Linked DNA regions of Sus scrofa: all the other regions are linked to region 1. Evidence: chromatin contacts called from public HiChIP or PLAC-seq data. All regions are on one chromosome and are shown on one strand. The core of a region is the stretch at or near the end of the contact, and the rest is flanking DNA. Distances in the headings are between cores, read along the strand shown.

What was found. HiChIP or PLAC-seq counts read pairs in DNA pulled down with a chosen protein or histone mark.
Region 2: an H3K27ac HiChIP or PLAC-seq map of alveolar macrophages shows a contact between it and region 1. The contact joins two enhancer-like sites. A contact is called at or near these places in 1 of 47 Hi-C or Micro-C datasets (epiblast stem cells) and 1 of 2 datasets of contacts at active chromatin or transcription factors (alveolar macrophages).
Region 3: an H3K27ac HiChIP or PLAC-seq map of alveolar macrophages shows a contact between it and region 1. The contact joins two enhancer-like sites. A contact is called at or near these places in 2 of 47 Hi-C or Micro-C datasets (alveolar macrophages and embryonic fibroblasts) and 1 of 2 datasets of contacts at active chromatin or transcription factors (alveolar macrophages).
Region 4: an H3K27ac HiChIP or PLAC-seq map of alveolar macrophages shows a contact between it and region 1. The contact joins two enhancer-like sites. A contact is called at or near these places in 1 of 47 Hi-C or Micro-C datasets (embryonic fibroblasts) and 2 of 2 datasets of contacts at active chromatin or transcription factors (alveolar macrophages and skeletal muscle).

Annotation. Positions count from the first base shown.
Region 1 is chr9:67,030,344-67,037,219 of Sscrofa11.1, reverse strand. SRGAP2 (SLIT-ROBO Rho GTPase-activating protein 2) reads right to left here. Exons shown (of 23, transcript XR_002335789.1): 6 at 949-1,164; 7 at 1-70. Among named protein-coding and RNA genes, the nearest start is that of IKBKE, 89 kb to the left of the region's middle. Within about 2 kb of position 1,564, at least 8 of the 83 cell types and tissues checked have an H3K27ac peak or open chromatin away from gene starts, as enhancers often do. A contact at or near this core is called in alveolar macrophages, where this site is marked.
Region 2 is chr9:67,217,459-67,224,775 of Sscrofa11.1, reverse strand. The region is part of intron 2 of RASSF5 (ras association domain-containing protein 5); the gene reads right to left. Among named protein-coding and RNA genes, the nearest start is that of EIF2D, 40 kb to the left of the region's middle. Within about 2 kb of position 4,250, at least 19 of the 83 cell types and tissues checked have an H3K27ac peak or open chromatin away from gene starts, as enhancers often do. A contact at or near this core is called in alveolar macrophages, where this site is marked.
Region 3 is chr9:66,814,266-66,821,227 of Sscrofa11.1, reverse strand. No RefSeq gene overlaps it. Among named protein-coding and RNA genes, the nearest start is that of SRGAP2, 20 kb to the left of the region's middle. Within about 2 kb of position 5,492, at least 3 of the 83 cell types and tissues checked have an H3K27ac peak or open chromatin away from gene starts, as enhancers often do. A contact at or near this core is called in alveolar macrophages, where this site is marked.
Region 4 is chr9:66,881,701-66,888,741 of Sscrofa11.1, reverse strand. The region is part of intron 2 of SRGAP2 (SLIT-ROBO Rho GTPase-activating protein 2); the gene reads right to left. Among named protein-coding and RNA genes, the nearest start is that of FAM72A, 45 kb to the right of the region's middle. Within about 2 kb of position 5,326, at least 7 of the 83 cell types and tissues checked have an H3K27ac peak or open chromatin away from gene starts, as enhancers often do. A contact at or near this core is called in alveolar macrophages, where this site is marked.

The DNA of each region.
Region 1 (6,876 bases), core at 315-2,814:
CTAAAGCCAGTAAGTACTCATTCCGGGCTTTAATGGCCTTCAGCTTATTCTCCGTGTACTTGGCTTGGCGCTGAAAAGAGAACACAAGTTCAATTTTACTTTTTCTTTTTTTTTCCAAAGGGGAGATTGTTCTCTCAAAGATGAACGTACAGTACATTCGAGAACCACAATTGTGCTGCGACTCCCCATGCGCGTCTGCCTTAAATTGGGTTCTAATTCTGTTTAATGAGATTCAAGGGCGCAATGTAGATCAATCCAGGCAAGGTTAATGAGGCTCCCTACTTTCGATGCGTGTCCCACTTTGGGTCTGTCTGCAGATTCCATCCTCCATCCTTGCACCACCGGCCTGAAGGAGGTGTTGCTACATGTCCCTCTGAACACCCGAGGTCTGAAGCCAAACTCTAGGTCTACAGTTTCCTTCCTGGGCTTGGGAAGGGCAACTACTCTTTCTTTTTTTTCTTTCTTTTTTTTTTTTTTGTCTTTTTGCCTTTTCTAGGGCCGCTTCCATGGCATATGGAGGTTCCCAGGCTAGGGGTCGAATCGGAGCTGTAGCCGCCAGCCTACGCCAGAGCCACAGCAACTCGGGATCCGAGCTGCATCTGCAACCTACACCTCAGCTCACGGCAATGCCGGATCCTCAATCCACTGAGCGAGGCCAGGAATCGAACCCGCAACCTCATGGTTCCTAGTCAGATTCGTTAACCACTGTGCCACGAAGGGAACTCTGCGACTTACTCTTCTTGCTTCGCTGCTAGAGGTGAAAAACTTGGAGGCCAAGTTCTTCCAATACCTAGGACTTCGTCCAGAGCCGAGAACAAAAGTCATTGGGCCCTAAAGGAACACACACCTCCCTGTTCTGCTCTCCACAGTGCCTGCTGGGAAGTTCCTATCAGTTCCGACTTCCAGAGGGTTCCTCCCCAGCCCCTACGATTGCCAGAGCACACACACCTTTTCCTTCATCTTCTCGATCTTTTTCACCGAGCTCCTCCGGACGTGCTTCTCCTCAATGCGGACGTTGGAGGTGGAGTCAGGGGAGCGTGGGGTCTGCCGGTCCTCCTGCTTTACGGATTTTCCGATTTGCTTCTCCTCCTGCTTCTCCGCTTCCTTTAGCTTGCTTTGAGCACTGATGCTGTCGGCATTGTACATGTGATATGTCTTCATGACCTGCAAGACACCCCCCGCCCCCACCCCACAGGTCAAGCCAAGGGGGTCAATTCTCTGCTTTACAGACCACCAGACACAGCTGGACCTCCCCTCCTTGAAGCGACATCCCCACCCCCTTCAGGGCAAAATTCAAAATGCGTGTTTGGTTCAGCACACCGTCTATTACTAAAGACCATTCCAAAACACAGGAAAGCAGTATTGGAACTGAGCCCACACGTCGCTATTCAAATGATTCCATGTCTTCCAGCACGTATCATGTACTTCTATATCTGAACATTGGTAAGCATTTCTCTTACATATTAGCCAAGTAGCTTCCACCAGTTAGTCATCTTACAACACAAGATGGGCAACACTACCACGCAGAGCCTGAGAGCAAAGCCTTCCTGGGCTGGCTAGGACCCTGAAGAGGGCAGCACAGCCCACAGAGCAGCCTAGACTTTGGGGACTTTGAGATATAAAATGGGGAAGAGGAACTGCTCTAAAACCCGCCCAGCATCCTGGGGATCTGTCTGGTCTGTTTTTATCAGATCAACTACGCTCTTCACAGCAGCTGGAACAGCAGCAGCAAGAACAGCAACAGCTACTACCATTTACTGAGCACTTAGTATATTCCTGCCGTGTGGCAAGCGCCCCACAAGCACATCCTCATTTCATCCTTGTGGCAATCCTGTGATTTAGACAACAACCCTACGAAGACTGGAAACCTGCAGAAAAGTTCAGGAAAGAGCCTGAGAAGGAATCAAGCCCACATCAGGTAGAACTGGAGTTGCCAGAGGAAGGAAGTAGTATCAAAGAAGAGGATACAGTTTTTCAATTTTCCATCAAAGCAACCGTCTGGGAGTCTCGTCCCTTTTCTGAATAAGGGGGTTGGGAAGCCTGGAACTTGTGTTCGCTTCCTCCCAAACACACTATTTCCAGCCCCCAGGTGCCTGATCCTTCCCGCTGGCACTCTCCGTTTCCACGGGGAGGCGGGTGGGGGGGGTCCCTCTACTTCTATGTGGAAATTGAAAATGCTTGATAACAAACCAAGAAAGCTGAAGTTCAAGAGTGCAGACATGCTGGAGTTCCCGTTGTGGCTCAGTGGTAATGAACCCCATTAATATCCGTGAGAACATGGGTTCGTTCCCTGGCCTCACTCAAGTGGGTCAGGGATCTGGAGTTGCTGTGAGCTGTGGTGTAGGGTGCAGACATGGCTTGGATCCCGTGCTGCTGTGGCTGTGGCGGAAGTCAGCAGCTGCAGCTCAGTTTCGACCCCTCGCCTGGGAACTTCCATATGCCAGGGGTGTGGCCCTAAAAAGCAAAAAAAAAGAGTGCTGATATTTTGAGGCCATGAGAGGCAGAACTAGAGAATGTCGAAGTTGTGGGGGCGGGCTGTGGGGGAGCACTGAACAGCTGAGGAGAGCCAGGGAATTATTATGCTAATACAATATTAATAAAAATCTCTACCACTTAGTATGCACTGTGTGTCAGGAGTCTTTTGTACGTCACCTCATGTAATCGTCACAACAAGTCTAGGAAGGACCGTTATTTCTGCTTTTAAAGATGAGGAAACTGAGGCTCAAAGAGATTACCTAACACACCCAAGGTCACACAGCTAGGAAATGAATCAAAATTAGGACTCAAACTCAAGTTCGTTAGACCAGGAAGTCCACATTCTTAGCCACTAGGCACCAGTGTCTCTCCTCTGCATAGGACCAAGGCTGGATTCCTTGGGAGGAAAGGCTAAATTTAGTCAAGAGAGGCTTAAAAAGGGAATCTGGTTTCATTTGCGGATTGAGTTAAAGCCACAGTGTCAAAAGGAGGCTAATTTGGCCCCCAGGGGACCCATGTCTGGAGACATTTTTAATTGTCACATCATCTGGCCACAAATGTCCATGGTGCTGAGGCTGGGAAATCCTCGGTTAGAGGGATTCTGTGGGTATGCTCATCCATTCGCTGGAGATGCAGAAAGGAGAAGACTGAGACACGGACAGAATCAATGTACTTGAGAGTTTAAATAACCTCTCATTTTAGAGGCAGAATGTTTTAAATCAGCTTCACCTTATTCTGAACCTGACATCGTTTCCCATAAGTATAAGATCTCCTCTGTATGTTCTCTATACAAGAGAAGCAATCTTTAACAACTGACACCGTTACAAACCTTCCTAAGTAATTCAAACTGTCTTCCAGGTTTCCAGGTTGGCGAAGAAGCAAGAAAGAGGCACCTATTATCCTCGCTGAAGAAGGGTAGGCAGGAGGCTCCTTTTTCTCCTTTCATGTGAATGTGACCAAGGGATTCGACAGTTTGAGTGAACAACTATAAACATGAATTGATTTTAAGAAAGTGATTTTCTATTTCATGAAGATGCATAATCAATAAGGAGGACATGCTATGAATGAACATGAGAGACAAAAAAAGGGCTCAAAGGCATAGATAGTGTCCACAAGACAACAAATGAAGGCATTAAAAATCACCAATTTATATTGCTCCTTTCCCGTAATGAATTTAAAGAACTCTCTTTAGAAGAATGAAACACTATCTCGTCTAAGAAGCTATAAATGCCTCAGGAATTTATATTTAAAGGAAATACATTTATATTTAAAGGAAGACACTTCTTCTTTTGGGTTCTCCTTTCTTCTCCAGAGTTAAGAAATATGTCACGTATACAGTGGTAGTCGTACAATCAATGTGGTTGCCAAATGATTTAATGGCACTAAATCTCTCCTCTGTGCAAATACAGGATAAGTATATCTAGTATCCTCCAACTCAAGGGGAAAACTGAGGTATTCTGAGGCCGAAGCTCAAATAATTGATGTCAAAACAATTGGATAAATAGAGAATCAACACAGGCATTGGAGAAACATATACTGAGGCAAATACAAACTAGGGGGAAAAACTCAGAAGTCTAAATTCTCAATTCTACAATGGAAATTCACTCTACTTTGAAAAACTAAATATTGAATTCATGCCTTTAGCTCGGTTCCCTTCACAAGCCATATTGAAATAGTAGAAGTGTTTTAATGATTATTTTTTAGGTATAAGCTGAGAAACAATTGAAAGAACGAAAGCAGAAGATGAAAAGGGGAAAGGCAAGTAGTAACTGACCTATTGAATCCTAAACCAAAAGTAGGGAGACTCAAGAAGCAACTAGACCTAAATCACAGAAGCCCTCAGAGGTATCAGTGGCAGTGGGATGAAGGCAGAGCTAAAAACAAAAGAAAATGCTGAGCACCTAAGAACAGTTAGACACCTAGATCCCATCCCCTCCCCAAGACAAGAGGTTTATTTTTTGGGGGGAGGGTCTGTAGACTGGGGACGCTAGGCTTAGCTGAGGATAAGGATAAGGGTACTGAACTTAAAACAGGCAGATCAACTGACAATTCTGTACTGAATACTGAGATGGCCAGGTCCCTTCCCAACTTGGCCCCCAGACATAGGCAGGAGGAGATCAGAAGAGCTTTATCTGGGGAATCTGCTCACCTGATATCAAACACCTATAAATACTGACATCAGGCCTCCCCAAGGACACAGTCCAGTCATATCACTCTCCGGTAAAACACACGCAGTTGACACAGAAATTTCCAAGCAGCTTTTCATTTTAAAGTGTCTCACTTTAAAATATAAGCAGGCAGTTAAAGTTTACCAGACATTTAAGGGAACTATCTAACATGAAAGACCAAGACCAAAACAATTGAGAGGAAACAAAGTAGACAGAGAGAAGAAAACTTCAAAAATAATCCAGGAAGTTCCCGTCATGGCGCAGTGGTTAACGAATCTACTAGGAACCATGAGGTTGCGGGTTCGATCCCTGCCCTTGCTCAGTGGGTTAATGATCCGGCGTTGCCGTGAGCTGTGGTGTAGGTCACAGACGCGGCTCGGATCTTGTGTTGCTGTGGCTCTGGCATAGGCTGGTGGCTACAGCTCCGATTGGACCCCTAGCCTGGGAACCTCCATATGCCGTGGGAGCGGCCCAAGAAATGGCAAAAAGACAAAAAAACAAAACAAAACAAAACCCAAAAATAATCCATCACTAAAATCCTTAGAGAGACCCATGAGAAAGGAAAGACATCGCCTCACGAAACAAGAGTAAGATGCAACAAAAAAGGAACATTTTAGAGCACAATAAAAGAACTCTCGGCAATTAAGAATCAATGCAAACATCTTTCCAAGGAGCCTGCCCTCATGGCCCTCTTCTGTGTAGACACGTAAAAGGGTCATCATCTCATATTTTCCTTACTGCTTTCCTTTTCTGTCTCATCTATGAAAATGAAATGCATTTAGTTTTTGAGTTTGGGGACATCTTACATGTTTTTGTATCCCTAGTGCTGAGAGCTGGGGACAAGCAGGCAGGCAGAGTTGGGGGACTATTAACTGACATTGTTTCGAGGGAGCAGGTGCTAAATTCCAATCTGAAGTGGCTCTATAAGCAGACAGCTGCTGTGCCAAATCAAGGGGACACAAGGGGACGGAAGCCTAAAACCACTAGGACCACAATAGCTCCAGGGTTCCAACACCTCTTCCTTCTTTCTCGATTCTAGGTTCTTGATGTAGTTCCCTGGCTCTTCCTCTTCCAATCCATGTGGCTTCAGGGCCCCCTGCCCTTCACTGCTGCTGTGGGAGCTTGCTGGGCTTTTCCAGATACAGCCTCTGAACATAACTGAGGCAGAGAATTCCGGAGCTCTTCGGGGAGCGGCCTGCTCCGACTTCAAAGGCATTCCTGATGCATCAGTCAGAAAATGAAAACCACTTATGCCGTTGCTTACAAACTGGCCAGCCCAATGTGGGGTACAAGCACGTGGAAGAGAATGCTCACTGGGATTGCTCTCTGAAGAGCAGCTGTGGCAGGGGGCCCCTGGCACGGAGTGCCATGTCAGAAAAATCAAAGGCCCTTCAGGCAGAAAAAAGGAAGGTACAGAGGGGGCAGCTGGCCATTTATGGTGAGAGAGTCCAGGCCTCTTGCTCAAAGGCATCTTTATTTGGGTCCTGCCCCTTGCATCCTCAAGGGTCAAAGGTACCTAAAGTATCGACCCATAGGTAATCAGTCTTCCCAAAAGAGGTATTTGTGGCACAAAGAGCAGATACCAAGTAAGAGCACTGAATACGGTAGCTTCCTTACATTCTTTGTTTCCTTTATCTCAAGCCCACGAATAACTTTTGTTGCTTAAAGAGGCCCTTATTATTGCTTATAGAGATCAAAGAAAACCCCTTATAAGAAGTCCTCCGCTGTTCTCTTCTTAACTCCTCTAACGGGAAGAGAGACAGACAGACAGACACACACACACACAAACACAGAGGATCTATATACAGCACCTATCTCCCCAAAGCCAGTATACAATAGTTCCAAGTTCCTATTTGATGAAACCGCTGTTGCAGGTAGTGTGACCTATCATCCTGGCTTACCCCGGACTTTCTTAGGTTCAGCACTGAAAGTCTCACATCCCAGGAAAGCTTTCAGTCCTAGGGAAGGCAGGATCCTTAGTCATCCTAATGCCATGGTGTCTTACTCGGGCCAGCCCTACACTTAGCCCGCCCTCCAGGAGAAGCAATTCATACTTCTAGCCTCTGAACTTTCTAATGGTCTATGGAGACTGTAAACTCATTTGAGCCTTAGCGACAGTCTGATATTTCATGAAGCATGACTCCTCCAAACTCCCCAACCCCCAGGACACAGAGACACCAGCACATGAAGTGCTGTGTACACCTGGGTCATAGAAGTCAGGTGCATTTCCCAG
Region 2 (7,317 bases), core at 3,001-5,500, 180 kb before region 1:
GGTTCCTGGGGTACAGCCAAGTGGAGAGGCTGGGTGCTAAGGGCCAGAGCAGAGATGCCCCCTGAAACAGTGATCTTCAGACTTTTCAGTTAAAGTACCCATTGCACCAAATAAAGAGAACCATCCTCTTGTGGCCCCAGGTCTGTCTCAGAGAAGATTTACCCTAGATTGAATAATACTTTAAGAAAACACCCCAAACACTGGCGAATTAATTCTGCATTCTAATCAATGACAGGCAGAGTTCCCGTTGTGGCTCAATGAGTTAAGAACTCAATTTGTATCCATGAGGATGCCAGTTTGATCCTTGGCTTTACTCAGTGGGTTAAGGGTCCAGCAGTGCTGTGAGCTGTGGTATAGACTGCAGATGCAGCTCAGATCTGGCATTGCAGTGGCTGTGGTGTAGGCCAGCAACTGAAGCTCCGATTTGACCCCTAACCTTCCATATGCTGCAGGTGCGGCCCTAAGAGGAAAAATTAAAAAGAAAAAAATCAAGGACATGCGTAGTCTTAATTTGGGTCACTGGAGAGTGACCCAAGGAGCTGAGAAAAAGAGACTCTGAGTGAAGTCTATGGGGTTTTTTGGTTTGTTTTTGTTTTTGTTTTGTTTTTTTAGGGCGGCACCCACGGCACATGGAGGTTCCCAGGCTAAGAGTTGAATCGAGCTGTAGCTGCTGGCCTACACTACAGCCACAGCAACGCCAGATCTGAGCCGCATCTGCGACCTGCACCACGGCTCATGGCAACACTGGATCCTTAACCCACTGAGGGAGGCCAGGGATCAAACCTGTGCCCTCACGGATCCTAGTCAGAGTCGTTTCCGCTGTGCCATGATCTGTGGTTTTAACTTCCTCACCTGAGCACAGGGCAGCCCACCAAAAAGCCCCAGCAATGAGGGGGACCCCCCAGGGTGAGGAGTGGGCTGAGGAGATTGTGCAGGAACCATCAGATACATTCATGCCCAGTTTTCTTTGGACCTACATCACACAAACCTCATTTTTTTTTTCTTTCTTGCCAGAAATTTCACTCTCCCTGTTCTTAAACGAGTCAGCCTCTTCTTCCTGCACTGCTTTCACCTTACTCCTGTCCCCCTGTCTGAGATCCTTCATCTGGCAAGGCCTCTCTGACCACCCCAGCCCTGAACAATGATGACAATGACCCATTTATTATTTACTGGCTAACTATGCGCCAGGCACCCTTCTACTCACTTAGCATGTATTAGTTCATTGCATCCTGACCACAAGTTTATGGGGAATGTACTAATTATGCCCATTTCACAGATGAAGAAATGGAGCCCCAGGAGGTTAAAGCTAACCTATATCTAAAGCTAACACTCAACTATTCTGCACTTCAATATCCATCTATGTATACTATCCTCCAAGCAGACCAACCACCCAGATTTTTCTTCCCAACCAGACTGAAGCTCCTTAATGACTCAGACTGTATTTCCCTCTCTTCTCTAAGCCTGGTGGCTCTGAGCATGAAGCAGAAAATAAACGCGTGCTCAGGAACCTTCCACGGTCCCCCATTGCTTACAGGGGGAGCAAAACAATCTTCCTGTCTGCAAGCAATTACAGTGCAGTGAGTCTTGGGTTTCCAGTTTGGACTGAGTTCTGGGAGAGGAGCACCTGTCTGGTCCACCACGGAGTCCCAGAGCCCCAGTCCAGCCAGGCACCTGGCAGAGGTTCAGGCAAGACCTGCAGGATGAACAGAAGCCTGTGTTTGGGGTGTGACCCCCATTACCAAGTGAACTTGAGAGTCAGATCATGTCTTTAAGCCTCAGTTTCCTCATCTATAACAATCCTTTATTACCTCATAGGATAACAATCCTTTATTGCCTCATAGGACGGACGCATGAGAGAGTAGGCAGGTACTGTGACCATCACTCCAGGCACAGAAAGTCCTAATCTCATTTTTCACTTTCCTGGATCACTTCCTCTGCTACAGGGTTTATATCCTCTTGCCACAGGGTTTATCCATTCCTCTTTCTACACTAGTGGTTGGCAGACTTTTTTTGTAAAGGGCCAGGCAGTCTCCATTGCAACGACTCACAGCTGTCATTGCGGCAGAGAGCGACTGTAGGATGAGTATAGCTGTGTTTCAATAAAACTTTATTTATGGACACTGGCCCACGGACAGTAGTTTGCTCACCTCTGCTCTACACTGCTGTTTGTGCAGTTTCTCTGCCTAGAACATAGAGCCCCCCTCTCCCTCGCTCCACCTTCCCTGTGTAATCTCCTGATGATATTTCTCTGGCCCACAGCAATCCCCTCATTCTCTGCTCTCCTAACCTCCTAGACACCTGAATTTTAGTTCCCAAGTGGAGAAAGGTATGTACAGGTTTGCACTGATCCTTGCCTTTCTCCTGATAGCATGCTTGCCTCAAGAATCAGATATTTCCCATATATTTCCTCCCATCACCCGTGGATGGGCCTTTAGTAACTTCGCTCTCACTTTTTTTTTCTAAATTTGTTTTGTTTCGTTTTTGTTTTTTAAGGGCCGCACCGCAGCATAAGGAAGTGCCCAGGTTAGGGGTCGAATCTGAGCTGCAGATGCCAGCCTATGCTGCAGCCACAGTAATGTGGGATCCCAGCCACATTTACAACCTATACCACAGCTCATGGCAATGCCAGATCCTGAACCCACTGAGCAAGGCCAGGGATTGAACCCACGCCCTCATGGATAGTAGTCGGGTTCACTAGTGTTGAGCCACAACAGGAACTCCTAACTTCACTCTCACTGAATGGATACTTTTCCGCTGCACCATTTTGCTACCTCTTAATAGATAATTTTCACAAATAGACAAAGGCTTTATGGCTTCATTGGAGTTCTGCTTTCTCTCCTCCCTTCCCCAAGGAGGAGACAACAAGCTGGCCAAGGAAGGATGCAGGTGGGCAGCCAGACTCACTCACTGGCCCAGGGACTCACTCCCAAACGAAAGCCCCATGACCCCAAAGCCTCAGATTCCTGCAAACTCCCACAGGCCATGGACCTCTGCAGCTCCTACTAACATTAGTTACCTCCATGCTTTCAAGGGCCTATGGAGGTGTCTTCACAGCCTGAACAGCTACATTTAGCATCTAATTATACACTGCCTTTTATTGTTTTAATTATTGTTTCACATGTGTTAATTCCATCTCCCCAATAAGACGCTCCCTGGAGGGGAGTCATGCGTGATATCTGATGATTGCGCTTCCTTTGCACTCCCTGCGGGGCTGTGTGAGTACTGGGTTGACCTGCAAGGATGTGTCAGATAAATGCCTGCTGATTGAGGAGTTCCCGTCCTGGGGCAGTGGGAACAGATCTGACTAGGAACCATGAGGTTGCGGGTTCAATCCCTGGCCTTGCTCAGTGGGTTAAGGATCTGGCGTTGCTGTGAGCTGTGGTGTCGACTGCAGACAAGGCTCAGATCTGGCATGGCTGTGGCTGTGGTGTAAGCCAGCGGCGATACGATTCAACCCCTAGCCTGGGAACCTTCATATGCTGCGGGCACAGCCCTAAAAAGACCAAAACAAAAACAAAAACAAAAAAACTGTTGATTGGGTGGCAGGGAAAGGGCAGACCAGCTTGGGTGATTCTCAGCCCAGAGCCTGGCATGGGCACCAGTCAGGTCCAAGGGCACCTCACACTGACCTGTACCCCAAGGGGCGGCCACTGAGAAGCTGCTGGCTGTGTGGGGCTGTAGGCTTTGGCTGGAAGCCAACTCCCTGGCTAAGCTCTTTGCAGTTTCTTGGTGAGAATGAACACAAGACCATCAAATGACCTGTGACCTCTGGTGAGTCACTTCCCATCTCAGGGCCTCAGTTTCCTCATCTGTGAAATCATGAAGCCAGACCAGAGAAGGCCGAAGGCCCTCTGCAGCTCTATGGTTTTACACAGAAGATAGGATAGGGTAGTTTCCTTCCTCACTGCTTCCTCTTCTGTTTTTTTGTTTGTTTTTTTTGTCTTTTGTCTTTTTAGGACCACACCCGTGGCATATGGAGGTTCCCAGGCTAGGGGTCTAATCGGAGCTATAGCCACTGGCCTACACCACAGCCACAGCAATGCCAGAGCCAAGCCACGCCTGCGACCTACACCACAGCTCACAGCAATGCCGGATCCTTAACCCACTGAGTGAGGCCAGGGATCGAACCCACAACCTCATGGTTCCTAGTCGGATTTGTTAACCACTGCGCCACGATGGGAACTCCTGCTTCCTCTTCTGTTTCAGAGAACTGGGTGTGGGGAGGGGGCCTCTCGGAGGAGAGCTGGGCGCTGGGCTGGGCTGAACTGCAGCAGTGATGACTGGCCTAAAACACACTAAGACCATTTTGCACGTTTCTCTATAATTTGACTTTTCTTTTTACTTGCTGCTGGCTTTCTGAACTCGTCTGCCAGACCTCACGTTCACCAAGCTCGAGTAGGTCCACATCTATTGAGCTCAAACAGTTTAAGAAAACAAAACAAAAACGACCCCGGAAGCCAGTCACCGTGAGCCTTTGCCACATTTCCTCTTTCTTAGCTCTTAGCAAATCTGTCAGCAGCAATTCTCCTGCCCGTTGGGTGGAAACCATCTCCAGGCCTCGGTCAGGGAGGAAGGCCCCAGGCATCGGCTGCAAGACAATGACCACCTGCAGGTGCCTTCCGTGCCATCCTGCTGCCCAGTGGCTGGGCTGACCCCAAGCCCCCTGCATTTCTGTTGGGCCTGTCCTAACTAAGGGCCCCCGAAGGGAAGGGGCAGGCACTGTCCATCTGGGCTGGGTTCAGAACTCCCTGCTCGATGCCCAGAGCACAAGGCTCACTGGCCCCTCTGTGATGGTCTCAACCAAATGGGAAAGAGGAAGCCCCAAGGGGCTTCATCCCAGGGACGCCTCCTGGTCCCGATGGGGCCGTGTTCTGGAATGGCTTACCCAGCTGTGCCCATGGCACTGAAGGTGTTGATTCCCAGACAGTCCTCCATGGAGCTGTCCAATGTCCCGAAATAAACGAATCAGAAACTCCTAACCTGTATTCTTTGCTAGGTTATTCCCAGCAGAGGAAAGATGGAAGCATGCAGCCATCCAGACAAGCAGAGCTATGTGGCATCTGAGCTGCTTTGGGGGGAGATAGGGGAGGAGCAGGGACAAAAGGGGAGGGGACATTTGAGAAACTGGAAAGAGACTGACGTCCCCAAAGACAAAAATATACAGCAGATGGTCAATGCAGAGAGTCAGCCAACAGTAACTGAATGAACTGACTATGAGGTGAGGACTGGGAAAGGCACCTTGGGACATGAAATTGATGGGGTGTGGTCCCTGTCCTTGGAGCCCACAGGTTATGTGAGGAGCGAAGACAGAGACACATTTGCTGTGGACACTGGAACAAGGATGTTGTAAGCCGGGGCTGAGCCTCAGAGGCTTTCCAGGCTGCCCGGCCCAGCTCCATGTGTATGGGTGTCATGCTAGTGGACTCTCTGGGCTGTCAGCATGTTCTGGAGCCTGGGTACAGTGTCCCTTGATTTTTCCCATGGCCATCTCAGTCTACAGGCAGAAGCAGGTCATCTGGTGTAGCAGGAGCCCCACACAGAAGGCTGGGAGACTTCTGTGGCCTTGGAGCTACGCAGCCAGGTTCAGGCCCCGCCCTGCTTCATCAAGGTGATAGAAACCTCTACAGCTAGGCACTCTCAGGGCTTCGAGGTCACAATCTCATTTAATCCCTGTGATAGCTCAGCAAGGAAGGTAGGTTTGCTGCCCGCACAGCTGGCCACATGTTGGCCTTTGCCCACCAGACCCTTGGTCTTCTGTCAATACGAGCAAGTCATTCTCACTAAGACTTGGTTTTCTTTGCCTGCAAAATACAGATATGAAGGACTTCTTCTTTTTTCTTTTTTTTGTCTTTATAGGGCAGCATATGGAGGTTCCCAGGCTAGGGGTCCAAGCAGAGTTGTAGCCACTGGCCTACACCACAGCCATGGCAACATGGGATCCAAGCCGCGTATGCAACCTACAGCACAGCTCACGGCAATGCCGGATCCTTAACCCACTGAGCAAGGCCAGGGATCGAACCCGCAACCTCATGGTTCCTAGTTGGATTCGTTAACCACTGCGCTACGACAGGAACTCCTATGAAGGACTTCTTTATACATTCATGGCAGCGATGGAATGAGATCACGCACCTGGAAGTGCTCAGCACCATATAAATACTCAATAAACGGTGGCTAGTGCACTGCCACGGTCACCACCATCAGCCTCAGTAGCTATTTGTCTGGCAGAGCAAAAGCGAGTTTGGTTGAGAGGGGATCAACCCCATGTGGGAGTCCTCTTGCCTTAACCTTGACCCCTGTGGGCCTTTCAGCCTGGGTCACCTCCCAGCCCTTGTGCATCCTAAGTACCTTGATCTTTGGGGCTATGGGCCCCTTCTTCCATTAAAAAAAAAAAACTATTAGAAATTATATGTTATGATTTATAGCATTGGTATAAAATCGAATACTTTCTTCAGCTGAAAAGTTCTTTTCTCCTGATTGTACAAGAAATTAAAACATTTTTGTGGGCCCCTAGCACCACATGCCTACTGTGTCCCACGGAGAAGACGGTGGTGCTTTCAGCTCTTGAGTCCCAATAGGGCGACCAGCAGTCCGAGTTTTCTCAGGATGCAGGACTCTGGGTGCCCAGATCGAGAAGGCCCCAGGCAAACCAGCATGTTTGGTTACCACAGGCCCAGGGACACTCTCAGTCCTAGACGGACTCCCTCCTCTCTCTCTCTTTTTCTGTCTTCTGCGGGACACTGCTTGCTCTTCTGTCCTCGTAAAGCTGCATCCTCGTACTCTAGCCTGGAGAATTTCCTGAGAATCCCTCCCTGCACCCCTCCCGCTGCCTGGTTGTGGCCTGGACACAGATGCTCTGGCTGCCTCTCAAGATCAGCACACAGCCTTGCAGCTTGGTCACAGAACATAAACTTCCCAAGGGCAGAGACTGCCTTATTCACTGATGCAGTTCCCAGGACACCACCTGGCACACAGGAGCACCATGAAGTATTTTAATGAATTGAATAAAACACAAAGAAGTGGAGTTCCCATTCTGGCTCAGCAGAAATGAATCTGACTAGGAACCATGAGGATGCAGGTTTGATTCCCGGCCTCACTCAATGGGTTAAGGATCCAGCGTTGCCGTGAGCGTGGTGTAGGTTGCAGACGTGGCTCAGATCTGGCATGGCTGTGGTGTAGGCCAGCAGCTTCAGCTCTGATTGGACCCCTAGCCTGGGAACCTCCATATGCCGTGGATGTGGCCCTAAACACACACACGCACACACACACACAAAACCCCAAAATAAATCTAGGGAAATTAAAAGTTCCAAAATTGGGTAA
Region 3 (6,962 bases), core at 4,243-6,742, 220 kb after region 1:
ATATGTAGGTCTTTAAGTTCTCTGACTTTTCTGTCTTTCTTAGAACATCTCTTCTGATGTGGGGCACTGCCTCTCCCCCCACTCCACTGTGTCATTCCTGAAAGTTCGAGGAAGGGGCAGTGAGTCATCAACTCACCCACTACAGGGTGGTAGTGGTTGTTGTTGTTGTTGTCGTTGTTGTTGTTGTTTTGCTCCTTTATCGTTTTCCTCAAGTCAGTTCCTCAACCTCAAACTCAGGCTCCATTAAGGCATGTTGGGAGGGGCTTAATCTTAAAGCCACAATATTTTGAGTGATCTCTGGCTCTGAAAACCAAGCCTTTCTTTTTTTTTTTTTTTTTTTTTTTTTTTTTTTTTTTTTTTTTTTGCTATTTCTTTGGGCCGCTCCTCGCATATGGAGGTTCCCAGGCTAGGGTCGAATCAGTGCTGTAGCCACCAGCCTACACCAGAGCCACAGCAACGCGGGATCCGAGCCGCGTCTGCAACCTACACCACAGCTCACGACAACGCCGGATCGTTAACCCACTGAGCAAGGGCAGGGACCGAACCCGCAACCTCATGGTTCCTAGTCGGATTCGTTAACCACTGCGCCACGACGGGAACTCCCAAGCCTTTCTTTAAATACTGTTAATCTAGGAAATCTATCCCACCAAGAGCTGCTTTTTTGACCTCTAAGTCACATGTGGCTGATAAAGAATAATCTATATTACTTTTCTTTGGCGAGGAGGAAGCAATCATAATACATAAATCGTGATACATAAAACAACGAATTAGAACAAAAATGGGGAGAGGGAGAAAGTAGGAGGGATATGGATCAAATAATTTTGCTTCAGAGGTGAATTACTAGATGAAGGCTTTCCCTATTCTAACATTCATGCTTATAAAAGGAAATAGCTTCTTTTTCTGCCTTTTTAAAAAAACTTTAAAAGCAGCCTAAACCATAGTTTCTTTCTTGCCTGGTATTGAATGTATGCCAAATCTACCCTAAACTGCACAGATGGAAAAAATTAGTCTATGTCTGTGGTACCTCTGGGGTTGAATATTTTTAGTACTTAAATCTTGAGCTAAAGATTCTTTCTTCCAAGACTCTCATAGAATCATTTTATTGTCATTCAATGGATGAATTTACTGAGATAAAAATTAATAATATCAGGGCTAGGGCTGAAATTACTCATCTAAAATTTGCTATTTACAGAGTAGGCCCTAGAGAATGGGATAACTTAAAGATGGAGGGTTAGTTTATCTGGCTTTCATAATATGATAGTCATATGACTTTAGAGGAATATAAATAAATAATATCGATAAACAGCATATATTGATGATTGATACACCTTTAAAGTTTCTTGTGAGTTCTCGAATTCATTTTAATGCTCAGAATACCCTTGGGAGTTACATTTTTCAAATCAAGAAAGAAAACCTTAGCCTCAACACCCAGAGAGTTAGAAGAATTTAAACTTATCTTCTCATCTTAGTTCAGGGTTCTTTCCTACCTCCTTCACCTACCTTAAACCCAAAGTCTGGTTTTCCCTCACTAGCTATAAAACTTAGGACAAATTCTCATTCACAGCCTCAAAATCTAGCTACTCTCATTAATTAATCCATTCCACAAATATTTATTGAATGCTTACTATAAGCAAAACAGAAACTGAAGATGCAGAACTAAATCAGGCAAACTGGGAACTAACATTTTGTTGAAGAGGAAGAAGAAAGCTAACTAATATTTATGGAGGGTTTTCTGTAGCCAGGCCCTGTTCTAAGGGCTTTACATGTAACAACCCTAAGAGGTGGGTCCTATAACTACCCTCACCATGGAGTTGAGGAAACTGCGGTGTAGAGAGGCTAAAGAACTTGCCCAGGAGTTCCCTTCGTGGCTCAGCAGCTAATGAACCTGACTAGGATCCATGGGGTTGCCAGTTTGATCCCTGGCCTCACTCAGCAGGTTGGGGCTCCTGCGTTGCTGTGACTGTGGCATAGGCCGGGGGTGCAGCTCCGATTCGACCCCTAGTCTGGGAACCTCCATATGCCACGGGTGTGGCCCTAAAATGGCAAAATAATAATAATAACAATAACTTGCCCAGCATCACACAGCTAGTAAATGACACCACTCTGAGATGCGGAAAAGCCTGAATTAATGAGCTTAATGACTATGTTTCCTTTTTTGTTTTTCAATGTACTTATCTTCCCTCCAAACAAAGGTATGTTTTCCATCCGCTCTCTTCCTGTATACATATATCCCTGGTTGATTTTTGTGTTAAATTAAGGTGGTAACAACAGCATCTCCCTTTCCAGTAAGGAAACCTTGGTGCGCCTGTAAATGATAAGGATGTTAAGCTGATACACTAGAGAGAAAAAAAAAAAAAACTATGCAAAACTCAGCTTTGCGGCATTTCTATATGGAAACAGTCTTGTACTAGTCCAAATTTTTATCTTACCAGCAACAAAAGTTCACTAAAGAGTAAATGCCTGTTCTTTATACTCTTTCTATGTCTCCAACTATGTCATCATAGAAAAGTGAAGTAAACGATCACCTTTTGCAAACTGCTCTAGTCTCAGCCATGCTAATGTATTTAAAATCTATTTATGTGGAATTTCAGAAGCAGTCTTGCCTCAAGTGAGCATTCCTGAAGCTTCATTACAAGATTAAGGATTTCTTATGAAAGAGCAACAACAGGTATCACATCCATGGTCAATGTTTGCCTTTTGAGACTTGCAGAAGAGGGGGTTGACAAATATCTAAAGATTAATTGGATCTGCCAAATATGAGTACCATCGAAATTGGCCCACCAGAATGCATCTCTATGCCTCCATTCACACAAGCCTCTTCCTCTGGAAAGAGGCCCATGGTAAGAGTAGGCATATGGGAATGATTCACTTGGGAAAAGCTGTACCCAGAATATCAAAACAGTTTGCTTTCGTGTCTCTATATCCTTGCCATAATTTTTCTGCCCAAAGGAACCACCTGCTATTATGGCTGTGACACCTGAAAAGCTTTCTGGATATTGCAGGAGATTGCTCATGTGTGGGTGGATTTCCAGGCTGTTCGGTGGCATTGTTTTAAAAAAAAAAAATGTTTTTTGGGGAAAAATATTCTCAGAGACTGGAACATTGCCTTGTCTTATCAAAATTGCTCTATAGCCTTGTTCATAAATACGTTCAACCATTGAGCTACAGATGGAATTCGGTCGAAGACATACTGAGCTAATTTCCTCTGCATGATGTTACCCAGAGAAATCAAGCTGTCAGCATTCTGAAGAACAAGCCCTCAAAGAGAGATGGTAGCCAAAGACATGGGAAGCAGGAAAGACTGAAGATTCTACCCTTCCCAAATTTCATTCCACCCTCCCAAATTCATCTTTTTTTTTTTTTTTTTTTTGCGCCCATGGCATGCGGAAATTCCCAGGCCAGGGATCAAATCTGAGATCTGAGTCACAGCAGTGACAATGCCAAATCCCTAATGGCTAGGCCACTAGGGAGCTCCCAAATTCATCTTTTTTTTTTTTTTTTTAGGGCCACACCTGTGGCATATGGAGGGTCCCAGGCTAGGGGGTGATGTGGAGCTACAGCTGCTGGCCTACACCACAGTTACAGCAATGCCAGATCCAAGCTGCCTCTGCGACCCACACCAGAGCTCACGGCAACGCCGGATCCATAACCCACCGAGCAAGGCCAGGGATAGAACCTGCGTCCTCATGGATGCGAGTCAGATTCGTTAACCGCTGAGCCATGACGGGAATTCCCCTTGGAGTCATTCTTGATTCCATCCTTCACATCTTCTGCACTTTCTCTCCTACTCCCTTCCAATCCATCAGAGAGCTGGAGCTCTTTCAAATACACCCCACATCTTCCTCTACTCCAGGGCCTACTGCAGCAGTCTGCTATTTGGTCTCTGGTTGCTTTCTGTATCAGTGAGAGTTCAGTTGCAGATAACAGGCTGGCAGCTACACCTCCAATTCAACCCCCAGCCTGGGAACCTCCATAAGGGTGCTGCCATAAAAAGACCCCCCCCCCAAAAAAAGAATAGATCTAACTCCAGAGTTCCCATTGTGGCTCAACGGTAATGAACCTGACTAGCATCCAGGAGGACTCGGGTTTGATTCCTGGCCTCCCTCATTGGGTTAAGGATCTGGTGTTGCTGTGAGCTGTGGTATAGGTCACAGATGCAGCTCTGATTCAACCCTTTGTCTGGGAACTTCTATGTGCTTCGGGTGCGGCCGTAAACAAACAAACAAATCTAAGTACCCATTTATGGGTCTTTGAGTTCAAGAATACTTCTTTTTCCCTCCCCACTTCCTCTTACAGACCGTACATGAAAGACTTGTGAGATGCTGAAAGTTGGGCCTTCTCTCTTTTCTGGTTGCTGTCTATAGGATGAGTGAACACTATGAACCCCACCAGGAAAAGGAGGGAGGGTATAGCATCGCTGTTCCAAGAGAAGTATATTCTCCTTTAAATATCCAATTTGATGCCTGATGATAACACTTTATGAAGAAAAACCAAAGGCAAAATCAATATTTATTTGTCCCCTAGTTACAAGGGGTATATGTTCTTCCAGATCTCAGGGAAAGAAGAGCCGTCATACCCTTCCCCATGTTTCATGGAAGGTTTGGAGAAGAGTAAATGAAAAGCAAATGCTTAGCAGCCTGCCGCAGCTTTTTCTCTCCTGTCTGTCAAAAAATTAATGCTGATCAGGCCTCTGTAAAGGGAAAATACCCATCGCTGTTTATACCGTCGTTAATTTGAGACTGAATTCTTACTGACAGTGAACTTGTGTTTCTCAAATATAAAAATGTGAATGTATTTCCATTTAGCCCTTGTCTAGGACTGTGAATCAAATGTTGGTGGTGAAATGAAATGGACATATTCACCCTTTTGCAGTTCAGTGGTTGCAAGGAGGCCTAAAGCTGCAGAAGCCATGTGCTGGGAGAATGATTGCATTGATTAAATGCCAATTACTCCTGGACTCTTTTCAAAGGCTTCTGCTGTAGAGTTGAAACTGGGCTTTCTGTCTCATATTAGATTGGATCTCTATAATCCTAGGTGATGGCTGGTTTGGGAGCTCCAGCAATTACTTATGTCAGGTACTTTAATCAATAGCGTGCTTACTATTAGAACAAGTCTCCACACCCACTATGAAGCATTACTCAGGCTCTGTTTCCCCAGCCCCCACCCCAGGCACATGAACCTGAACTGCTTCTTTTTTTTTCTTTTCTGCTTTGTAGGGCCACACCTGCAGCATATGGAAGTTCCCAGGCTAGGGGTCAAATTGGAGCTGCAGCTGTTGGCCTGCAACACAGCCACGGCAACAGCAAATCCAAGCTGCACCTGCAACCTACACAACAGCAGCTCACAGCAACGCCAGATCTTTAACCCACCGATTGAGGCCAGGAATCGAACCTGGATCCTCATGGATACTAGTGGGGTTCATAACCTGCTAAGCCATAATGGGAACTCCCATGACCCTAGCTTCTGACCCACAGATGATGAAGTCACGCTGGTGAATCATCCTCAGCGGATGGGGGCAGCCCTCCATCCCCCAGGCAGACCTTTACCCCAAACAAGGGCCTGTCTGGAGAGATGATGGATCCTATCAGCCCAGCCATACCTGTCTCACTGTTCCACTGGGTATCAATCTTCTGGCTGGCAGCCTGCTGGCAATTAATTCTCCTATTAACAGGTGCTTCCAGCAGCAAATACTTAGAAAGGGCCTATGCTTGCATGTGGTCCCAAGGAAATTCTTTCCGACAAAGTTTTGGATCTAAGCATCACCATAGACTGATTTTGCCACCATCTCTGAACTATCCAGCAGACTATGAGAAGAAAGGACGGAAGGCTGAGCTAAAAGGGTGACTGAGTCACCAACTGGCTGAGCGACCTTAGACATCTTATTTCAAAACAGGGGGGTTGAGCAATTGGTCTTCTGAGATCCTTTCCAAGTCTAGCAGCCTATGGATTAATTTCATTTGTGCGGAGAGATTCTTATTCATTTGTCAGAGGCAATGGTATTAGTTTGCTAGGTCTGCTCTAACAAAGCACCACATCTGGGTGGCTTAAACAACATATGCTTATTATCTCACAGTTTGGGAGGCTAGAAGCCCAAAATCAGGATGTTGGGAGGGTTGGTTCTTTCTGAGGGCTGTGAGAGAAAGATCAGCTTGCACAGGGATGTCTAGTCAATATTCTGTGAGAGCCTATATGGGAAAAGAATCTGAAAAAGATTGGATGTGTGTATATGCATAACTGAATCACTCTGCTGTACAGCAGAAATTATCACAACATTGTAAATCAACTCTGCTTCACTGATGTTTTTTAAAATGAAAAAAAGAAAAAAAAGAGGAGGATCAGTTTCAGGCCTCTGTATAGCTGTCTTCCATCTTCACGGGTGTTCTTCCTTTCTCTCTGTCTGTCTCCAAATTCCCCCCCCCCCCTTTTTTGTCTTTTTGCCATTTCTTGGGCCGCTCCCGCGGCATATGGAGGTTCCCAGGCTAGGGGGTCTAATCAGAGCTGTAGCCGCCGGCCTACACCAGAGCCACAGCAACTCGGAATCCGAGCCGCGTCTGCGACCTACACCACAGCTCACGGCAACGCCGGATCCTTAACCCACTGAGCAAGGGCAGGGACCGAACTCGCAACCTCATGGTTCCTAGTCGGATTCGTTAACCACTGTGCCACGACGGGAACTCCCAAATTTCCCCTTTTTATAAGGACACCAGTTGTACTGGATGAGGGCCTACCCTGATGGTCTCTTTTTAATTTGATTACCTCTGTGAAGACCCTTTCTCCAAATCAGTTCACATTCTGAGGTACTGGGGGTTAAATAAATAAATAAATAAATATTTGGGAAGATGCAATCCAACCCATAACGGCAATTAAATATCAATGATTGGTAAGGAATAAAGAATAAGTGTTTGACTGATGCTAAGGCTGATGACCAACGGGGGCACAATCGGCTAGCAAATAAGTATAGA
Region 4 (7,041 bases), core at 4,077-6,576, 150 kb after region 1:
GCTCTAAGAGGCCATTGTGGGTTTTTTTGGTTTCTTTTGTTCTGTTTTGTTTTTGCTTTTTAGGGCTGAATCTGCGGCATATGGAGGTTCCCAGGCTAGGGGTCCAATCAGAGCTATACCACAGCCACAGCAACTTGGGATCCGAGCCCCATCTTCGACCTACACCACAGCTCACGGCAACGCCGGATCCTTCACCCACTGAGCAAGGCCAGGGGTTGAACCTGGATCCTCATGGATATGAGTTGGATTCATTTCCACTGTGCCACGACAGGAACCCTCATAAGGGGCCATTTGCAATCACCAAACCTCAGCACCTCCCACCTAAAATATAGGGAGAAACGCTTCATGTGGAATCTCGTGTGTTTTCATGAATACTGAGTCATGAGGGTAACTAGAAAGGTATGACTATGAATAATGACATTATCACAACAACAAGGACTAACACAAGCCCAATCTGCACTGTTCCGACAGGACCAGGCTGTTCTTGAATGTGCTGCCCTTCCTCTGCGAAACTCAGGAAAGGAATTTCTAGACACCCCCTTGCCCGCCTCCATTCCCCCCACACCATAGCACTGCTCTGAAAAAAAGCGACAGTTCCCAACTACAGACGCCTCTCTCTGTCAAGGTGATACTTGAGAGTCCCAAGGTTCTTAACCCACAGAAACTGACAATGTGCAAAACAGATTCAGCATCAGGGAGAAATAACAGCAAAGGTGTGTTTATAAACCACATTCTGGCAGCAGATTTCTCAGTGAAGTCATTGATCATCTCAAAGAGCTAAATTAAAACCCCACATTACTCAGGAAGTAGGTGTGAGAAACATCTTATTTACCAAATTAGAAAAAGGAGGAAGAAAGATATGACATGCACGGTGGCGGAGACCAAATTACACGGTGAGGGAAGCTGCAACATTTGGGAGACCCAGTCCGAGGCGGATTTGTCAGCTGAGTCGGAAATCATTTGATGTGACCTTGGACTAATTATTTAACTTCTGTGCCTCTGTCTCCCATCTGCGCCTGGATCTCCCACTCCCTGTAAAGGAGAGCAGTGATTTCAGACCCTCCTGTTTGGACAGGGATGTTCTGAAGCTGAGATCTTGTCTCTGGAAGCCCCAGAGGGTTCCTGGAGAAGGACAGTCCACACACAGAGGGCAATGTCTTTCGTAAGATAATTAAAGAGATCAGGCTGCTCTTAGAAACACTCCCACACTACGGAGGCTCCCCGTGTCATGGCTCCAGAGTTAGACAACCAAACTACTGCCTAAAATGCCAAACCCAGGGTTGGGGCCAGTCCTTCTGCAGATAAGGTCAAGACCTTACTGTGAACCCAATCCCACATGTATAATAACTACATTCAAGTGTCTAGTAAACATGTAAACACCGTTTGGTGGTGCTTTTAAATCACCAAGATCTCCCTGACCTGACCCCATGGTTACCTATTTGGCGAGATGGTGTGTAAGGTATGAAAGAACAGATGGGCCGTGATCATGAACTCCTGGGCTAGTCCTGATCCTCAATTTCCACCTCTGTATTACAAAGCTAAGAATAATGAGGAAAGATGTGAAATGTTGCAGGCACAGGCCAGGGATCATAGAAGGAACAAAATAAGTACCCAAACCCTCCTCCCTCCTGGGGCTCTGCTCAATAAATAACAAGTGCTGTTAATCCTTTAATCACAGTTCCAGGGAAAAAAAAGAAAAGAAAAGAAACAGAAAAGGGTTCACCCATAAATATCTTCACTGCTTTTATTCTCCTATAACCCTTTCTTTGACTGGAGCAGAGTAAACAGGCTGAACTTTCAGGAGGATCATAACGCGAGATGTCCCAGGTAAGCCAGACTCATAAACTCCAGACAATTAGGAGGAGACTGGCTTTTCACGGACTGCCCCCTACCTGGCCTACTCAATGACAGAAGCAGACCTGGTCCTTTGTCCCAGCTTCCCAAAGGAATCCATTACCAGGCACACGTGGCTCCGGTGGGATGTCGGGTCAAAGGCTTTCTATTCCGGCGATTGTGGTCTAAGAATAGAAGTCCTGAACACCAGGCAAATGGATTCACAAGGATCGTGTTCATTTACTGTTCAAGTCACCCTCCAAGGACTATTTAAAGCACAAGGCCGGCAAGCCCTGTGCTCTGAACAGGAGATGGAGACAGGGAAACGAGCAGAGCATGTTGTTAATATAGTTCTCCAACGTACACACACAGCGCAACTTGTAAACCCCAGTTTGGGACGCAGGGTCCATCCTCACCAGCTCAGACGTTTCACCTGGCTGTCTGTCAACCCCTGAGCAGGAACCGTCAAGTTCATCTTCCAAATGGAGAGATGGCAAGCATGGAGGGACAGAGGCGTACATTCCGAAGTCCCCTGTGAGTAACAGAAACGGCTGGAGCAGATGTGTGTTCCCACGCCGGGCCCTCCCTAGGCATTCCACCTTCTCTCGCTCTAAACTCACGACCTCCCCACAAGGCAGGCAGTTGTTCTGCTCACTTTTTTTCTTTTTCTTTTCCTTTTCTTTTCTTTTTTTGCTTTTCTAGGGCCGCACCCTCCGCATATGGAAGTTACCAGGCTAGGGGTAGAATCGGAGCTGTTGCTGCCAGCCTATACCACAGCCACGGCAACACCAGATCTGAGCCATGTCTGTGATCTACATCACAGCCACAGCATCGCCAGATCCGAGCTGTGTCTTCAATCTACACCACAGCTCACGGCAACGTCAGATCCTTAACCCACTGAATGAGGCCAGGGATCGAACCCGCGTCCTCATGGATGCTAGTCGGGTTCGTTAACCACTGAGCCACGACAGGAACTCCCTGCTCACGTTTTCTAATGGGAACACGGAGGTCCTAGGAGATTAAGCCATGTGCTCCAAGCGACACACCTAATACAAGACTGGCACACTCACTACCTGAACTCCGGTCTCTCTGACACTAAAGCTTGTTGTTCGGGCTTTTGTTTGTTTCTAGTTACACCATACTCTCTCTTGGTTTCTCTCCGCTAACTTCCGAACTCAAGGGACCTATAATCCAAAACCAAACTAATATTTAGACATGAGGTCTCATGCCTTCTTCCTGATGTCATCAAGGTGGTGAGCAAAGAGCCTTGGCCACCCAAGGCCGTCAGCAGTGTCTTTCAGGGACAGACACCAGACCATAATTCCAATTAGCTAGACAAAACACATGAATTCCACATCGGAGGGACCTTTCCCAGAAAACAACAGAAGACCTTTAGCCCCTGATAATACTTCATCTCATCACTTCTCCCGTCCAGACAGCCCTTTGCTTCAGCTGGCTTCACATATTCTGGACCACACGGAAGACAGATCCAGCACCTTGGAAACATGAAGCCCAACAGGCAAGTTTTCTGGGATCCCATCAACGTTTTATTTTATTTTGTGAAGTCATTTCCCTGTCCAGCTTCCCTGGTGCATATCTCGTGTCAGACCTCACATTTCCTGGACCACATGTAAAGGGACAACTCAGCCCACATTCCACAGAACTGATCACAATTCGTCAGATCAAGGGCAAGATCAAATCTCTAGTCTCTCACTTTTGCAGCTCTTAGAGAAAATTACCTTCTTGGAATTTTTTATTTATTTATTTATTTTTTATTTTTTTGGTCTTTTTAGGGCCCCATCCGCGGCATATAGAAGTTCCCAGGCTAGGGGTCGAATGGGAGCTGTGGCTTCCAGCCTACACCACAGCCACAGCAATGCCAGATCCAAACTGCACCTGCGACCTACATCACAGCTCGCGGCAACGCCAGATCCTTAACCTACTGAGCGAGGCCAGGGACCGAACTCGCGTCCTCATGGACACTAGGGTCATCAATAGCAAGTGGGGGGGGAAGTCATGCAAAAAAATTCAGTAGTGGAGATAAGCCAGCAAAAGTAAATGCGACACAGTCCAAATCAAGCTGGGCACATTCTCACAATCTGCTGGAAATGACTTTACCTGAAGCCTGCGGGACTCCTTAAACTCAGCACTGAGATGGTGAGGTCTCCACAGGGACCCTTGGCAGGAACTTCCACACTCTTCCAAGCTAGGTCTCCAAGGCCTGGCGCTGACAGGGTCACCACTTTCATGGAGAAGCTTACAATTCTGTTCTCTCCTCTCCTCCCCCCATGAGACATGCTAACTGGCACTTGTTTTATCTACGAAGGCTAGCCTGTGGCAGCGGCATAGTGTGACAGCTGGAAAATTCGGGGACCTCAGCAGTCAATGCACAGAGTTACCACAAACAGAAGCATGCTGTGAACCAGTTGTCAAAGTCTCCAGCCGGGCTTTCCCTCACACTCATCTCACACGAATCTTAATCCGATCAGGAGAGAGATAAAAGCAGACCCTGAGGTTCCTGTGCATCCCTCTAAAGGAGGGAAAATTTTCTTTCTTTCAAGAGGGGTGACCTGGCCATAATAACCTTTGGGGTGGCTAAATGGCCTTGGTGTTCTGAGCAAAAAAAGAAAGAAAGGAAATGAGACTTTTTTTTTGTTGTTCCATTTAGGGAAATGAGGAAGTGGAATGGTTTCTCTCCAGGCCCGATCCCTTTCTGAGAGTCGGTTTGGAGGTAATGTCATAATTTCAGGCTCTCCTTGCAGAAATCCTCCTTGCATTTCATACCAGGTTCTAAATAAAGACGTGCTCTTGGTTGACTTGTAGCTGTTGTCAATATTAGGTTATAAGCACTGGGTAAGGGCTGGAGCCCAATCAAAGTATGCTTATAATAATGATCATTCAGAGGGAGCGACAGTGACCACACAGATCCTGGCTAATACCATCCAAACCCGAATCCAGGAAAATGCTGCCTGGAAGCATTCCTCCCTACCAATCACACCTTCAGACAGGGAAGCTGGGTGACTGGTCCAGTTTCCAGACCCTGATATATTCAAATCAACTGGTAGTCACTGAGTGACCAGAAAGTAGCCAGCAGGCACTGTGGCTTTAGCATGCGTCAGGCATTTCTACTCAGTCTTTAATTTGCAAAGGCCAATCGGGTTCGACCCCAACGTGAGAGACGGAACAACAAATCAAGGAAGACCTCAGTTCCTGCAGCAGGTTTAATCCAGGCAGCCGAGGCAGCCCCTGAGCCTCTTTCTCAAAGACTAAACCACTCAGAGCAGGAAGCGCTGGTCCATCTACCACGTAGATGCAGATCGTCCCTCTGAGAAGTAGGACAGGTTCCCAAGTCTTTCTCTCCTTTCTCTCTAGGTCCCTTCAAAGAAAAAGCCATCCCCTCCTCCATCTCAGCGTGGGACACACAAGTGTAACCTTTTCTACCAAAAGAGGAAGGTCTGGAGGACACTAGCAGCTACCAGGAGTTTCTCTATGACTCGAAGCCCCTTGGCTCTCGGCTGGGGCAGCCGGAGTCCACATTTAAAAGCATCTTGTTTCCTCTTCTTCTCTAGGTTAGAGCCCAGCTAAGAATAGCGAGCCATTCATGCCCATGTGTACACATCCTTTTCACTTGCTGTTTTCTCTTATATATGCATGAAACCCTGTTCTTGCATATCTTCCAAGGTAAACAAAAATATTTTTAAGTGGGCACAGAGCAGCAGTTTTATTCCCTGTCCAGTCTTCAAGAAGGCACTGCCCGGAGGAACTCCGCTCCAGAACCGAGTGTCACAGGAATGGTTGAGGCACCGGCTTCCTCTCTGAAGCCCCAAAGAGAGACTCACACTCAGAGAGGGGAACCCTAGTGGCAACAAGCTTAGGATTCCCTCGATCTGCCCAGACTCACCTCTGTGGATGTCCTAAACCTACAGAAGACCAGAAGGCCATAAAATTGGTCTCGTTTTATTAAGTTGAACCATATGAAAGTACCTACAAAATGAGGATTTCATATGACTTAAACTAACAGAATCCTAAAAAAGCTAATCAGGCATTTTGCAATGAGCAAGAATGCAAAATCCATTATTTCCCAGATAGCTCCACCCATGACCATTTCCTATTAGACTTTTTTTTTTTTTTTTTTTTTTTTTTTTGGCTGCGCCCATGGCATATGGAAGTTCCTGGGCCAGGGATTGAACCGGTGCCACAGCAGCAGCAGCAACCCGAGCCGCTGCAGTGATCACATCCAATCCTTAAGCCGCTGCACCACAGGAGAACTCCTTCCTATTAATCTTTAGTAACTAAAACATTTTTCAGGAAAGTTAAAAGCTGTAAGTTATAGGCTCATTATGGGACCCCTTGTAAGATAGGCTTGGCATTGGTAACAAATATCTTTTCTCTCCATTCCTTCCCTATCTGTATCCATATCCACATCCAACACCATTCTTGGTCCTCAAGAACTCACGAGTAACAGGCAAATAGAACACAGGGTGAGCAGTTGCCCTTGTGGTGAAGGGGAAACAAATCCGAGTAGGAACCATGAGGTTGCAGGTTCGATCCCTGGCCTCGCTCAGTGGGTTAGGGTTCTGGCGTTGCCATGAGCTGTCATGTAGGTCACAGAGGCGGTTCAGATCCTTTGTTGCTAGGGCTGTGGCGTAGGCTGGCAGATGTAGCTCCAATTCCACCACTGGCCTGGGAACCTCCATATGCTGAGGGTGGGCCCATAAAAAGCAAAAAAAAAAAAAAAAAAAAAAAGAAGGAAGAACACAGGGTGAAAACTGCTACTCTATAGAAAAATACACAGTCTGCATGTAGCTCAATTACAACATTTCCCACACTGAGCTTGGATGGTCGTTTGTATGTGGGCCTCGTGATCTGATGACACATACTCAGGGGCAGGAAGAGTGTTCTTTTTGTCTTTGAACCCCTGGCCTCCAGCACAGTTCTCACACACAGTCAGTGCTCAGTGATGTTTGTTGAGTGACTGAATGACTCAGAGGCTTGGGGCATCTCTCTAAACTGAGGCAAGTAAGCAGTGTTCCTATTACCAACTTTAATGTTCTTATCTGTTTTTGGCCACACCCACAGCATGCAGAAGTTCCTGGGGATCAAGTCTGTGCCACAGCAGTGACCCACACCACAGCAGTGACTGACCCAAGTCACAGCAGTGCCTAACCTGCTGAGCCACATGGGAACTCCTTAGGTTCTTATATCTTA